Linked DNA regions of Mus musculus: region 1 is linked to region 2. A link is a contact called in public Hi-C data. All regions are on one chromosome and are shown on one strand. The core of a region is the stretch at or near the end of the contact, and the rest is flanking DNA. Distances in the headings are between cores, read along the strand shown. Region 1 holds the start of Fbn1 (fibrillin 1). Region 2 overlaps Fbn1 (fibrillin 1).

The links. A called contact is a pair of places that touch in the nucleus more often than the background predicts.
Region 1: a Hi-C map of muscle stem cells shows a contact between it and region 2, with 1.5 times the contacts expected there. The contact joins the promoter of Fbn1 here to the enhancer-like site in region 2. A contact is called at or near these places in 10 of 484 Hi-C or Micro-C datasets (the 3T3-L1 cell line, LSK cells, Sertoli cells and 6 more), 2 of 115 datasets of contacts at active chromatin or transcription factors (embryonic stem cells and heart atrium) and 3 of 9 other capture datasets (adipose tissue, liver and pancreatic islet).

What each region holds. Positions count from the first base shown.
Region 1 is chr2:125,502,846-125,510,076 of GRCm38.p6, reverse strand. Fbn1 (fibrillin 1) reads left to right here and starts at 3,639. Exons shown (of 66, transcript NM_007993.2): 1 at 3,639-3,738; 2 at 4,288-4,637. The coding sequence starts at 4,474.
Region 2 is chr2:125,451,716-125,459,051 of GRCm38.p6, reverse strand. The region is part of intron 6 of Fbn1 (fibrillin 1); the gene reads left to right. Among named protein-coding and RNA genes, the nearest start is that of Fbn1, 51 kb to the left of the region's middle. Within about 2 kb of position 2,806, at least 44 of the 459 cell types and tissues checked have an H3K27ac peak or open chromatin away from gene starts, as enhancers often do. A contact at or near this core is called in LSK cells and muscle stem cells, where this site is marked.

The sequences.
Region 1 (7,231 bases), core at 2,390-4,889, 50 kb before region 2:
GATTCTTCAAACCATTTTCTGTGCTGGCCTTTGTCTTGCAGGCCAGGTAAATGGTAAACTTTGCTGATTGGAGACCCTCAGTCCAAAGGTCTGTTTTGAGGCCTGTGAGCTGTAAAAAGTTATATCACCTTCCCATCATTGAAAAAACCTCAGCAGAGTGCTTCATTGCCTGTGAAAATTAAATGGAGCTCAAGTGTCAATCAAGTTCCACAGATAAAATCTGAGTTTTGCCTATAAAATGCTTGAAGTACTCGCCTTTGCCTCTTGGCTTCCTGCTTGCCGTGCTTGGAACTTTGCAGATATGGTCTCCTTCTGAGAGAATGAGAAGTGCCCTGGAAAGGATTTTTAGGGGCGTCTGCAAGATCTACCCTGGTATGGCACACAGAGCTGGTGTTTAGTAAACATGGGTTGAATGGTACCCAGGGAGGGTGTGTTTTTAATTTGTGATGGATCCAGTGTTACATCCCTTCTTGCTGGCCAGGCCTCTTCTTTACTTTCCTCTGCTGTTGGGCTGGTATCTGTTATGTCTGGTAAGAAAAAAAAAATGACAGGCAATACCAGGGTGGGACCCAGAACTCATCAAAACACAAGTGAAATGAGACTGGGAAATGGAGCTGTTGTTTTGGGTGGAGAGGAACTGTTTGCTTTGGGGGATTGAGGTAATGAAAGCTATTTCAATAACATAATTCAACATTTGTACATGCTCTTTGCCAGAAGTATGGCTAGGCCAACCTCACCCAGGGACCCCCATCTGCAAAATGCGAAGGCTAAGTCTGAAGCGAGAACAAATTCTCCCCTCTGTTCAACAGAAGACAAAACTACATAGACCCTGTGGTTATGACCATGTAAGATGTGACATAGGGACAAGGACTCATGAGAAATGGAGAAAGCGTTAGAATGGCGGGATTATAGGGAAAGACTTAAAAGTTAAGTAGTCAAAATGTTTGATAAAGAAAAGTTCTGGAAAACGATGGCAATATAGTCTCATCTTTGGTGAGGTGGTTAGAAGAGGGTGCTTTACTTTGGTCAAATTGGCTAATGAATAGCTAAGTAATAAAAGGTAGAACACATGGATACATCATTCAATGGCTATCAGTCAACTTACACTTATGTTCATCTCCACAGCCAAGATTCACTTCACTCATTCTTAAGAAAGCAGTGGGGCAACTGAGGCACACCAAGGCTCTGTCAGTGGCTGCAAATGTGTGGGTGTCTTTCTTCAGTACAGAGAATAATAATGGAGTGGGTGAAAAATGGGGTGAGATTTTGAAGCTGTCATCATATCACTCCCCAGGAAGGAACTCCATTGGCTCTTTCAGTTATATCTATGGTTCTCTTTTGTAGGAAAAGCTGTTCCATGTGGAAGTCCAGGGGAGGAGAAACTGAAAGCGAAAGGCAGGCTGGAGGACTGCCGCAGCCCTTGCCAGCTCTCCACTTGCTGGGGAGAACTTGGTGATCATACTATGAGATAAATGGAACCCTTACTGGGGTTTGCTCTGTGCTACCTGGACAAAGCCTTCCGAGGGCCCTGCGTTCAGTCGCTCTGTTCCATTATGTTGCCAAGGAGCAGCCTCCAGGAGACAGGGGACAGGATCACATTGCCTCTTGCATACCACTTGAATACAGAGAAATCAGGCAGTTTCTAGATTGCACAGTGGGTTCAGAACAGCCTGATACACAGAGGTCAGACCAAAGTCCTCCCTAACCCCCAGAAACCTTGCTTCTGCCGACCATGGGACTATGGTTCCTCGGTTTGGACCCCTTTCCCACCTTTAGTAATATCCCTACCACCCCTTTGGATTTGTGGGGATCTTTGAAAAATAGCCATGTCAATGTCCACCACAGACTTTAAAAAACTGGGTCCTTGCCTATTTCTTTTTAAGTTCCTAGAACTTACTGTGTATCTATAGTTAAGAACTTTTGCTCTTTCTAAGTCGCCATGGTGCCTTAAAAGGGTTCAATGATACTTTATCAGGGAAGCCTCCTCTATTGGCCCTAGCCTATGTCTAGTCATGGTCACATACATCATCTAAGCAGTGCCCCGTGTTTGTTGGCATGTAACATATGAGCTACTATTTGTTTCAAGCTTGCCTTCCCTGTCGATCACCTGCTGTGCAAAGGGACTGAAACTCCTGGCTTACTTGCAAGTGATTCTGATTCATCCGTGGGCCAGGTGGCACAAGTGTTCAATAGCTACTTCTTCAATGAATGGTTCTTTATTTGACGACATTTGGAGTATATGTGCTCACTTGTGCGCATGCGTATGCCGAGTACGTTGGTCAGAGGACACATTCAGGAGTCTTTCCTTCCTTCTGCCAGGTAGTTCCTGGTGCTAGAACGCACGTTACCAGGCTTGGTGCTTTATTTGCTCAGAGCCATCTCCTGGCCCTCGAATGAATACCTCTTTTCTCACCTGAAGATGTAGGACGGAATCTCCAGTTCATGGATCTGTTAAGAGGATTTTTTTTTGAAAGTAAGACCTCAATTAAACTAGATAATATATTTAAATAATTATGAATTTAAATCAGTGTTTAAGTCTTCCTATTCAGGTATCGAAGCAGTGCAGTGAGTCCATTATCATGAGGCGTGGTCCATTTTGAAAAGAAGATGGAGTTGATAACATGCCTCGATCTCTATAATCTCATATCCGGGCACAAGATGTTGAAAACAAGAAAAATCCGGGTCAACAAGATGCGTGCATTCTTAGGGTAACTGTGTGGAAAGTGACAGTTGGTGACTGGAGTCCCTGGTCCCTGCGGTCGAGCCCGATGTGGATTTCAGACACCCCCACCCCACCCCAATCCCATGCATGTGTGTGTATGTGCTCTCTGTATAGTGTGTACACATGTGAAAATAGGGTTATTTTAGGAAACCCCATTCCTAACTGAGAGTTGGGCGGGAGGATTGTCTGAAACCCAAATCACAGGCCCCCACATCACAGACTGAGACTTTCGCAGCCTCTTCATTTAGCCTAGGTGAGTAGCTTGACCTGAGCCTCGGGAGAATTGCTCCTCCAGCGGGCTCCTGACACTGGCATGCCCCTTTCGCCGCCGCTAACCTGTTGGCTGGCTCAGTGGTGGTGGCCTCACCACAAGCCCTGCCTGAGCCTCGGAGCCTACAATTTCTCCTCCCAGCCAGACAGCAGAAGACTGGGCTGAGAAGCGAGGGCCACTGCCACAGAGCCCCTTTCCAGCCAGGGCCTCCTGGGCCTCGTTGGCCAAGGTGTCCAGCATGCGTTCTCCGCGCAGGTGGCCCAGCTCTCCGTGCTTCTGATCGCGGGAATCTCGGGTCTGGACCTCTCAGCCGCAGGCAGATCGGTCTAAACCGCTACTCCACCTCTTCCCATTCCCTCTCTTCCCCACCCTGGGACGGAATATCCCAGGCCAGGCAGGACTGGATCACCTCCGCCTCCTCCCAGGGCACTGATCCTGCGAATGAGGGAGGCCCGGGTCCGGGCGGTGGCTGGCAGAGGGGAGTGGAAAGGGAGGATAGATGGGGCCGGGGGTGGGGTGGTGATGGGGGGAGGTGGGGAGGGTGTCATTTTCTTTTTCTTTCTTTCTTTTTTTTAAAAAAGTATTTCTCTCGCGAGAAACCGCTGCGCGGACGATACTTGAAGAGGTGGGAAAGGAGGGGGCCGCAGAGTTGGGGCAGAGACTGTGGGTGCCACAGGCGGCCACAGCTGGGACAGCTGCGGAGCAGAGCAGCCACCGCCGCCTGAGAGTCCGAGCCGCTAGTCCAGTGGGTCTCATGGGGTCCCGCCAGGGTCGGGCGGCAGGCGGGTGGCTGGAGGGCCGTTTGCGCGGCATCCAGGGCAGGAGGCCGGGCAGGGTGAGGGGATGTCTCGAGCATCTGCAGCTGGCCCTCTCTGCCTGACAGCTGCAAGATCCGGGACTGCAGTGCCCTGCTCCACGTCGGATGCAGGGGACTGGCGGGGTTGGCCATGACCCGGTATGTGGGCGGAGAGGACCCTTTTTGGAGAGCTGGGGCGTCAGCCGTCACCGCGCGCAATCAGTGCCATTAAGACCGTGTAGGCAGTCCGCTCGCGGGACGCCTGGGCTCCCTAGGGACACGGTACTTGGCGCCGCGAGGCCACAGGGTCCGCGGATGCCAGTCGCCGGGTTCTGGCTCTGCAGCTAGTTGGGATCGAGTGGTCCTCGTTCCTCCGAGTAACTGCGCCACGCGCAGGCGGCGCGCGGTCTGGGCTCGGCACCGGGGACTGCGAGCTTTCAGCATCCCGGAGCCCTGAGTGTCTCACCTCCCCGCCTTGGGGACTTGTCTGTGTTGCAGGACAGGCAGGGACTACCCGAAGTGGGAGCAGTCCCTGGAGAAGAAAGCTGTAGGACCCAGGCCGGGGACCTCTCTGCATCAGGACAGCCGGACAGTGAGACAGCGGGACCCCGGAGACTCGGGCCGCTGGAAGGCGCGGCGGCGGCGGCGGCGGCGGCGGCGGAGCGAGTGGCGGCCGGCGGCACCATGCGGCGAGGAGGGCTGCTGGAGGTCGCGCTGGCGTTCGCCCTGCTCCTCGAGTCCTACACGAGCCATGGGGCGGACGCCAATTTGGAGGCTGGGAGCCTGAAGGAGACCAGAGCCAATCGGGCCAAGAGAAGAGGCGGCGGAGGACACGATGCGCTGAAAGGGTAAGGGAAGCTCCCAGCTGCTTCGGTGTGCCTCCCCTCGCCCTTCTTGGGACTTTAAGATCCACAGCAACTGACAGGGCAGGTTCTGGCCCGTAGAGGACCCTGGGTGAGATCCCCGGGAGACAGCCTGGAAGTGCCAAAGTTACTCGGTCATCAACTCTTGTTCAGATAACTCGCCTTGTTCCTGGCCCAGAGGAGAAGTCCTGGCTGGAGGGAATCCTGGGCCATTGTTGAAGCAGATTTGGGGAGGCGAGAATGGTTCCTTGTGGAAGAAGGGGAGGAGCTGAAACCCAGAGAAAGGGAGAAGCCCACTGCTTCTGCTGCTTACCAATTCCAGTTGCAGGGAGAAGTGCTTTTCCCGTGTGGGCATCAGCTATTTGGGAGGCATCGCTGAAAGGGAAGAATCCAGAGACTGAGATGAGATGCGTGGTCAGGAGATGGTCCTTCCTTTAAGTCATTCTCATGAAAACCAGAGCTGTACACTCGCGTTCAGACACCTACCCTGGAAGTTTGTAAGGCAGAGGGTTTTGAACACTAGTGTCCGGCCTGCGTGAGCTCTGCATGCAGCTGTGGCTGGCTCTAAATGGGTGTTCATGCGGTATCTTCTTGGAAAGCCCTGTACTATCAGCTTCCCATGCCCTAGTGTTGCAGCTGGGATGACTTAAATCGGTCAGGTTGGCTGTCTAAGGCTTGGCAGTTTCCGGAGCTGAAGGAGATGGAAATAATTCCCCTAAGAGTTTTTAATCGTTTAAAAAGGACAATCTCTGAGATTAAGTTGGAGTCTCTATTAGAAGTGGTAAGATAGAAATAAACGGCCACAGTTCTGTCCTTTGGAAGAGCCTGCTCAATGATTCAAGCGAGTGCACATGCTGAAGTTTCTTGTCATTCTAGGGGTGCATTTTTCCTGACTTGATAAGAGTTCAGTAAATGGGTGGAAAATTGATTTTAATGTTCTCAAGAGGCCTTTGTTTGGTTCAGCATCTTTCTTTCAAAAATCTATTTCTGCTGCACAAGATCATCTTAGTATCTATTGTGATGGCATTGCTCATATATATGCCAATATAAATGCATATATATATATATATATATATATATATATATATATATATATATGGAGGGGGAGAGAGAGGGAGAGAGAGAGAGAGCGAGGGAGATCTTTCACTCTGGGTTGCAAGTCTTAAGGCCAGAGTTTTGCCGGATCTTAGTGTGCTTCTGTTACCAATTTGCATGTCTCTTTTTGAGAAGACAACCTGACAAACAGAGAGGTGTCCCTTCTCTGCTGACAGAGCTGCACTTTGCCACACCATTGGGTTTCACATGAGCTTATGAATATAGAGTTATTGTCTGTACTTCTCCTAGTGCCTGATCTGACAGACTCCTGTCCATTGCAGTTTTTAAAAGATTTTATTTATTATAAATAAGTGCACTTTTGCTGTCTTCAGTCACACGAGAAGAAGGCATCAGATCTCATTACGGGTGGTTGTGAGCCACTATGTGGTTGCTGAGATTTGAACTCAGGACCTTTGGAAGAGCAGTCAGTGCTCTTACCCGCTGAGCCATCTCTCCAGCCCCCATTGCAATTTTTATAAATCTTTTTTTAAAACACATAGTATTAGTAGAACAGCTACTATGAGTATTCCTAGCTCTTATGATATTTTTAAGGTTTTCTGCCTCTATTTCTATGTATGGCTGTGGTAAAATTACTTTAAACGATATACAATTAAAAGTACTTCTCTCCTGCTTTTTATATACATTACACATTTTTTCTAACAAAATTATAAACATATATACATATCCACATATGCAGCACATATATATACATATATACATATATGTTTGAACATATGTATGTGCATATGTTTTACTACATGGATGTGCTGTATATAATATGTGCCTTCACTTTTTATATATTTTCAGTGTATCTAACTGTTAACTTATGTTCTTTTGGTTTGTAGAGTCCCATGATATGGTGGCACAGGTCTCAAATAATGGTTCTTGAGATTATAGTAAATCTTTCACTATTAACAACATCTTTCTGTGTAATTACATGTCTATGCATAAGCTTATATGTGATCCAAGTAGAACTGCCGGATCAAAGTTTTTCCTAGGTTCTCAACACACCCATTCAGGTGCTTATTTTGAAATTTCTCTTTGCTCACTGCTATTACAGTCTCACATGAAGAGTCTCTCAGCCATGGTCTGCTGTGTAAACCATAAGAAGAGCAAACTATGCACGGTGTTTGTCCAGTTATAAGGTTTCTATTTGTCTTCACTAACGTGTGTAGTTCAAAGCTACCTCTAACTACGCTGACACCTGCTCATTGTGTGGATGGGCGTGCTGGGTTTCTGAAGTGGAGGTGGTTTGTAGTCCCCAAGGCTTATGTGAAACACAGGTGATGACTTTTGACACCTCGCTAATAATTTACACACTGATGTCTGTCATGGGCTGTCTGCTTGCCCACACCCAACTCCCTCTGCTTTTCCTCTGACATGATGGTACCAGCTCCAAGTCCTGCGTTCTTTTCCTATCAGGTGTCTCTTGCTGTGCAAACTGGAGAACCTGACCCCCACTAGGCATGCCACCCAAGTCTGTC
Region 2 (7,336 bases), core at 1,557-4,056:
GAGCGGGCCAGTCTATTTCTGAAACTGTTTCAGCTCTGTCTATGAACTGCCGTCCAGAGACTCTTACCAAGTTTATATGCACAGTTGAGAGCATTAGGGGATACGTGGTGCTTATGTTTCCTGGTAGTCATGGTCCCTAGGGAGTCAATCTTTGGGGTTTATTAATGTATATTGGACAGATATCTGGAGCTATGTGGTCCATCTGATGTGCCAAAGTACTTTTTGTAGAACATTAGTCCCAAGAGGGGTCCATGAAGCGTAGTTTCCATGGTCAATATCATTTTGGAAATCCTATACTACAGCCCTACAGCCTTATTCTTGGAGAGGTAATGGGGGCATTAACTTATGAACTCTTGGGAGTTCTGTGTGAAACAAAATATTTTGGCTTAACTTAAAAACTGGATATTCTCAAATCTGCCCATCTATCCTTCCAGAAGCCTCCATTCCCCCCGCCCCCCATTGATGTCTTTGACATCCTTACCCTGAAGCTCTGGATGCTGATTGTATTGATGATGGTCGCTCACATGCCCATGCAATAGCTTCATGTTTTGGGATTAAGTTCTGCTTCTTTCATGATCCCCACTCCGACGAGGTGACCAGCTAAACTCCTGGGTGGTTTTGGATGAAGAGCATCATTGTAAAGACACTCCCTCATTCTCTGAGAGGATTGAAAATGTTCTGTATCCCATGTGGACATGACTGTAAATGCCTATCACCAACCTGTGTGGAGGGATGGAGTCTGTGGAGGACATGAATGGAGCATTCAACAGCTTTCCCACTGTGCCTCCTCATCAACAAACCCTTGGCTCTGAATTGTTCCAGAACTTTAAAAGTCGACAATAGATTGGGATCTTTGTTTCCTTAGAAAATGAAAATATTCTAGAGCAGCATTTCTCAACCTGTGGGTTGCGACACTTTGCTGGTCACATATCAGATATCTGGCATATCAAATATTTACATTACAATTCATAACAGTAGCAAAATTAGTTATGAAGTAGCAAGGGGATAATTTTATAGTTGGGGATCACTATGACATGAGGAACCATATTAAAGGGTTGCAGCACTAGGGAGGTTGAGAACCACTGGTTTAGGGTCTCAATTCATAAAATAGGGCTGTGTCTGTTTCTTTCTGGTGAGCTGTTCCCTGGCTACTGTCCCCACGGAGGCCCCTTTGACCTTCATTGTTGCAGGACACTGAGCCAGGCTATAAGTGAAGGCTTGCAAGTCAGGCCCATGTTTATCCAAAGGGAAAGTGTTTTTTATAAGCTCGGGCTTGCTTTTGAGGAGCTGGGCTTTCCGTCAAGTCACCCTGGGATGCTTGCGCTGTCTCAGAGATCCTGGTCTCTCTAAATCAGTCTCATGAACTTTAGAGCAAAGCAACACAAGGTCCCCTCAGCAGTTTCGATCCAGTCTTTCCTTATATGACTTATAAACTTCACTTGAGAAGAGGACAGTATTTTGCACCTTTCTCTAGCATGGGAAGAATAAAATCCAAGGCACACGGAACATCTTAATGATTCGGGGCTGGCACTGGAAACAGTATGCAGTAGAATTGACCTGTCTTCCTTGAGGAAGACAGCCTTTAAACAGCATAGAAAATTCTTGATTATTTTTTAGAGCTCATAACCTGGAGTAGCTCGGCGCTTGTCAGCCTTCATTTAGAACCACATTCTTCCTGTCATGTTTCCACTTACCAAGTGGGACAAGTTCTCACAAAACCCATAGAAGACAGCTGGTTGAAGACATCCACAGCCCCATCGTGGGTCCCTCACTGTGGGCTCCTTGTGGCTTATGGGTTGTTTTTCTTTATCTTTTATGAATTAGAGGAATTAATAGGAAAATCATTTCCAGACTAACTTCCACCCCAAAGGAGCCCCTATTTCATTTTAATATTATATGACTATCATTTTAATGTTACTTAAAAAAATTCCTGTCTAGGAGATATCATTTTTCTTAACTGCTTTGCCATTCCCGGAATTCTTGGGAATATACTAAGGGCACAGGTTCTGGAGAGAAATCCTTCCATTTGCTGGCCATGGGGCCGTAGGCAACTAACTGCTTTCGTTTTACTTCTCTGATCTGTACAATGGATGTGATGAAGGCCTGTGCCTGGTGAAAGTGTTGAGAAGGTACAGTGGAAGCACTGAACCCAGGACTCAATCATGCATTGCTGGTGACTGGCGTCCTCACTCTTTGCCAGATGTAGCTTCTTCATAAATGATGTCATGAAAGTTACCATACCAATAAAATCAGACCTCTCCTTTAGAGGCTCTACTGTGATCACCAACACCCCCCCCCCCCGCATCCCCCACTCTCCATTTAGAAGTTTTCGGATCGATTCAGATGCAACCAGCTTTCCTCTCGAATATATTATCAGCCATATGCATTTCCTTAACACACGCCCAGCTATTGCATGCAGTTGTACCACAGACTGACACCACAGGAGGGCAACGTGCAAAAAATAATGAGGAAGCAGAGGTCGGCCACATCCTTGATAATATATAATGCCGATCGAGGCTGTGAGAAGCGCTCACTGTCCACCCTAGATAAAGTTTATGGAAGGTTTTACTACTTTTATGGACACATACAACCAAATGAAGTGTGAACCTGCCCCTTCACAAAAACCCAGCAGCAAGATAAAAGAGGTACTTTAGGGGTGTGTTTTTATTCCTTATTATTCTCATGGCTGTTATAAAATATCTGACACAAATGTTGGCTCGTGGTTTAAGAAAGGATACAGTCTGTCCTGGCAGAGACAGCATGGCAGGAGGGGTCGGAAGTGGCTAGTCACATGGTATCTACAGTCATGTAGCAGAGAGCTGCCTGGAAGCACTGCTACCCCCCCCCCCCCCAAGTCCCACCACAAGTGACTCACTTCCTCCAGAGAGGCTCCGACTCCTAAGGGTTCCACAACCCTCCTAAAACGTCCCACCAAAAACTGGGGACCAAGTTCACACAGGTGGAGATTACAGGAGAAGCTTCGCACTCAAACAACAGCTGTGTGACCCTCAGTAGTGTGGCATTCTAAAAATCAGTGAGACGGGTTAGATACTGATGGCTGGCAGAACGGTAGGAGCAGCTGCCCGAATTCATACTTAATTTTACAGTGGCTCTGATAACTTGAGTCTACAGACAGCATCGTCAGGTTGGAGTCAAAAAAGGCCTCCAGGTGTAGCACCACAAGCCACTCTTCTTTTATTTCAAAGCAATAAAAATGTTGGTTCTGGAAGACGCAAGCTTTGAAAACCAAAATATTGGAGTAGTTTAAACCTACAGCTTTCAAAGCATCTTTATTAGTGTTAAGGTCTATGAAGCTCAGCCTGAACAAGAAGGCATCTTAGCGCTGGAGAGATGACTCAGTGGTTAAGAGAGCACACGTCTCTTTTCAGAAGACCCCAGTTCTAGTACCAACATCCACGTCAGGCAGCGACTCACAGCCTCCAAGGGAGTCAGCACCTTTGGCCTCCCGAGAAACCTGCACTCACATGCATAGACCTCTCACATGCACACACCTACACATTTTCATACAATTACAAATATAAATAGATCATTTTAGGCATCCTAACCTGAAAGGAAATTGCTATAAGTGGAGAGGAGATATAAAGTTACTACTGTGTATTGGTGAGAGAGCGCATGTCTGAAGTAGCAGATGTAATACAATTGCCCCAGCTCCTAAACTGTGCTGGTATCATAGCACCTCTTCTGGACATACTGAGGAGCCTCATATAATAGATTTTTCTTCATTACATTAATAGACCAAGTCTCAGATTGATACATAAAATGCCCCCAATGAGCCCTGAAATACTGACTCTGTTAAGATGAGAGGGTTCTTTGTGGTTTTCTTTGAAGACAGAGGGATCTTGATAATTTTATCATGTACATTGCTTTCTTTCTCTAATTCCTGTGCTCATGCAGCTCTGAGCCCCTAGTTTTTCCCTGGAATCATCATTGAGTTGGAATCTGGGTGACCTAGAAACAAGGACACCATGAACGTGAATTGTTGAAACACTACGCATTATGAGACAATGCATGCTTTTGAGTGGATGTCTGCAGACTTATCCCCTGGGAACGCCTTTGGATGTCCTAATTGCAGTTCTGCCCTCCATAAATCAGTCGCTATTTGGACAAGTCATGGCCACCTCCTCAGTCACTAGATACATTTGTAATAGTTTCTGTCAGAAATAACAACAGCCACCTAGCAACATACTGTTTGGTCATGTCCTGTTTTAGAATGCCACGTATGGTTTTGTGGGCTTCAGAAGGGTAAGTTCTTACTGGGTCTAAAAGATATTGAAAACGAAACAGTAGATAGTGACATCACTGTGTACAAGAGTAGGCTGCATGGAGCAGTTTATATAAGAATGAAGTAGGGGCCGGGCCGTGGTGGTGCACACCTTTAATCCCAGCACTTGGGAGGCAGAGGCAGGCAGATTTCTTAGTTCAAGGCCAGCCTGGTCTACAGAGTGAGTTCCAGGGCAGCCAAAGCTCCACAGAGAAACCCTGTCTCGAAACAACCAAAAAAAAAAAAAAAAAAAAAAAGAATCAAGTAGGGGTTTGCTGGTTTGTTAGCATGGTTCTATTCCATGGGGGGGGGGGCAGGTGGTCACTCATCTTGTTCACCACCTTATAACCAATGTCTAGCATTCAGTAACTCAGTAAGCATTTATCACAATTCTTTTGAGTCACTTAAGAAATGATTGATCTACCCCCTGACCCCTGTAGGCAGGGTTGCTTTGGGTTTTAGGTTAGTATACAAAACAATGGCACTTCCATATATATGTTGAAAATCCTCTAACTTTTAAAACTATGAACAGTGTCAAACGCAACCAGTGAATTCTGTGAAAAGTGCTCTCTCCTATGCCATGAAGCCTAGACCTGTAGGATACACATAGACATCCCTAGCTCACTCCGCCTTGGGAGGCAGGATTATTTTATAGCCAGGAAAACTGGGGCTGGAGGGAACCCTAGTAGCCAACACCAAAGTGGGGGCCTAAAAATGAGGTCCATGGCTTCCACAACAGCTCAGGTGTCATGTGGATGTGCCCCCAACCTGTGGCACCCATGGCTGCCACTCTCAATCATTGGCTATTTTTGTTTATGTTTTTTGGTTTTTTGTTTTGTTGTTGTTGTTGTTGTTGTTTTGTTTTTGAGACAGGGTTTCTCTGTGGAGCCCTGGCTGTCCTGGAACTCACTCTGTAGACCAGGCTGGCCCCGAACTCAGAACTCTGCCTGTCTCTGCCTCCCAAGTGCTGGGATTAAAGGCTTGCGCCACCACTGCCCGGCTCATTGGCTATTTTTAATGGACCCTCTGATATTAAGCGTCTTTATTTCTTCCTCTCGGTCCATACACCTCTTTAATTTTGGATTGACATTTTGTAATTTCTGTCCTGTGTCCCTTAGTCTTTTGATCAGTCTTTTTAAGATCTCAATTTTATATGACCAAGAAAATCTTTTGGATTGAGTTTATTGGGAGAGATTGTCTTTAATTATAAAACGCTATTGTATGATTGGCAGTCTTTGGCTGAGGCTGTGATGAATAAAATTTTTATTGAAATATGAGGGGTTTGAGGCCTCATGGAAATTGAGCTTTGGCTTAAATAGGAAGAGAAGAGGTCCCGAAGGAGCTTGAAATCTCTCTCTCTCTCTTTGTGTGTGTGTGTTTTCAGGAGCTGGGTCTCTCCTTCACTATGTGGGTTCTCGGATGTCAGGTCATCAGGCATGACAGCTAATGCTTCCACCGCCGAGCCTTTTCTCTGGCCTCTTTTGAGGGTCGGTCATGGAAGCTAGGAGCCAGGGAAAGGTTGAGAATCAGTTGTCTCTTGGGATCAGTCTGGCTTGTTTCTCAGGAGGCATGGAGTTCTCTTTATCATGCAAACAACTGGGAATTTGAAGTAGAAAGTCTCTGTGGGAACAAGCTTTGGGACTGCCATGTCACAGAACTAGAGAATGCCTTTAATCTAAAAGACATTCAATGAGTGCTGAAAGCACTCATCTGTCCTGTCCCCACCTGTGGCTCAAAGTGGAGAACGTGAGTGGCCACATGGCTGTGGAGATGTTCAGTGATTAGCTTCCTCAGTTACCAAGGTAACAGCACAAAATCACAGCAAGCGTTTGGCCTGCCGTACGGAGCATAACTTTCCAGTCACTGTGCATGATTATGACGTTGCCTTAGTTTAATTCCATATAACAGAATAGTCAGTGTAGCTAATCTGTGGCTGCAAAGAGGGGGGTTAAGAATGACAGGCATTCAGTGTGTTCCTTTGGGTAGCCTAAAGTGACATGGATTAATATGCTGCCAGTGTTCTTCCCCTGAGAAATATTTGGTCACAAGAAGATCTGGCTTTAAGAAGAAACTCAAATTCGGGTGTGTGGCTTTTGGCACAGTCTTGACTCACTGGAATGGCCTAATGTATATCTGGTTTCTTTTTTCCCATGCTTTATTTGGGGTGTCCACCAAGACACACTTCCTGCCTGTGGGGTTATCTACATCCATAGCCTGAGTCTTGGTTTGCAAAGTCACACAGAGGAAGCAGCATACAGAAGACACAGGGCAGTGTAGAGACTGGACAGAAACACTTTGAAACTGGATGCAGGATTACATACAGCAAGTTTCCTAGGTCAGTGGAAACTGGGGTGTTTGACTGAAGGCCAACAGTTAGCAATTGTGTTCTGTTTCTGAGACTAGAAGTGGCAAACATTTGTCAGATTCCCTCAGTCATCCCATGAAATGCAAATGTTGCAACTGTCAGATTGTCAGAAACCTAAAGACTCCATATGTTCTCTTTGCTGTGATGTATACATAGGCTGTATGGCCTTTGATAGTGTCACAGTGTAGGAAGGTACCTGAGGAACAACTGGAAAATTGGAGTAAAAAGAAAAAGGAAAGAAAACTAAGATGTTTGATGAGAAATAAAAAGACGTGTATGGAAATGCTGTTGTTGCCTCAGTAACTGCCGAAAAAGAAGAATGGATCAAACTTTGACATTCTCCATAGAGTGACCCACACTCTGGTTTTGTCTTTATGCTGTAAAAGTGAAGTATTGAATGCATTACAGGAAGCTTTTTAAGGCAACATAAGTGGTTAGTATGGAATTCTAGCTTACAGCAAGAATTCTCACCCGAAGCGTTGCAAAGGCAGGTCCACAGCTGCCCGGGAACAATGGAGACACTGTTTCTTTCTCTATCACTATTTTATCCTTTAAATGGTTGTCTGGATTCTTTTCCTCTGTTATCTTTCAAAAATTCACTCCTTTTAGGATAATAGTTGACTTTATACAGAGCATTCTAGTTTTAGAAGTTATTTTTAAAACGCTCCTTTTTAATTTCATAAAATTAA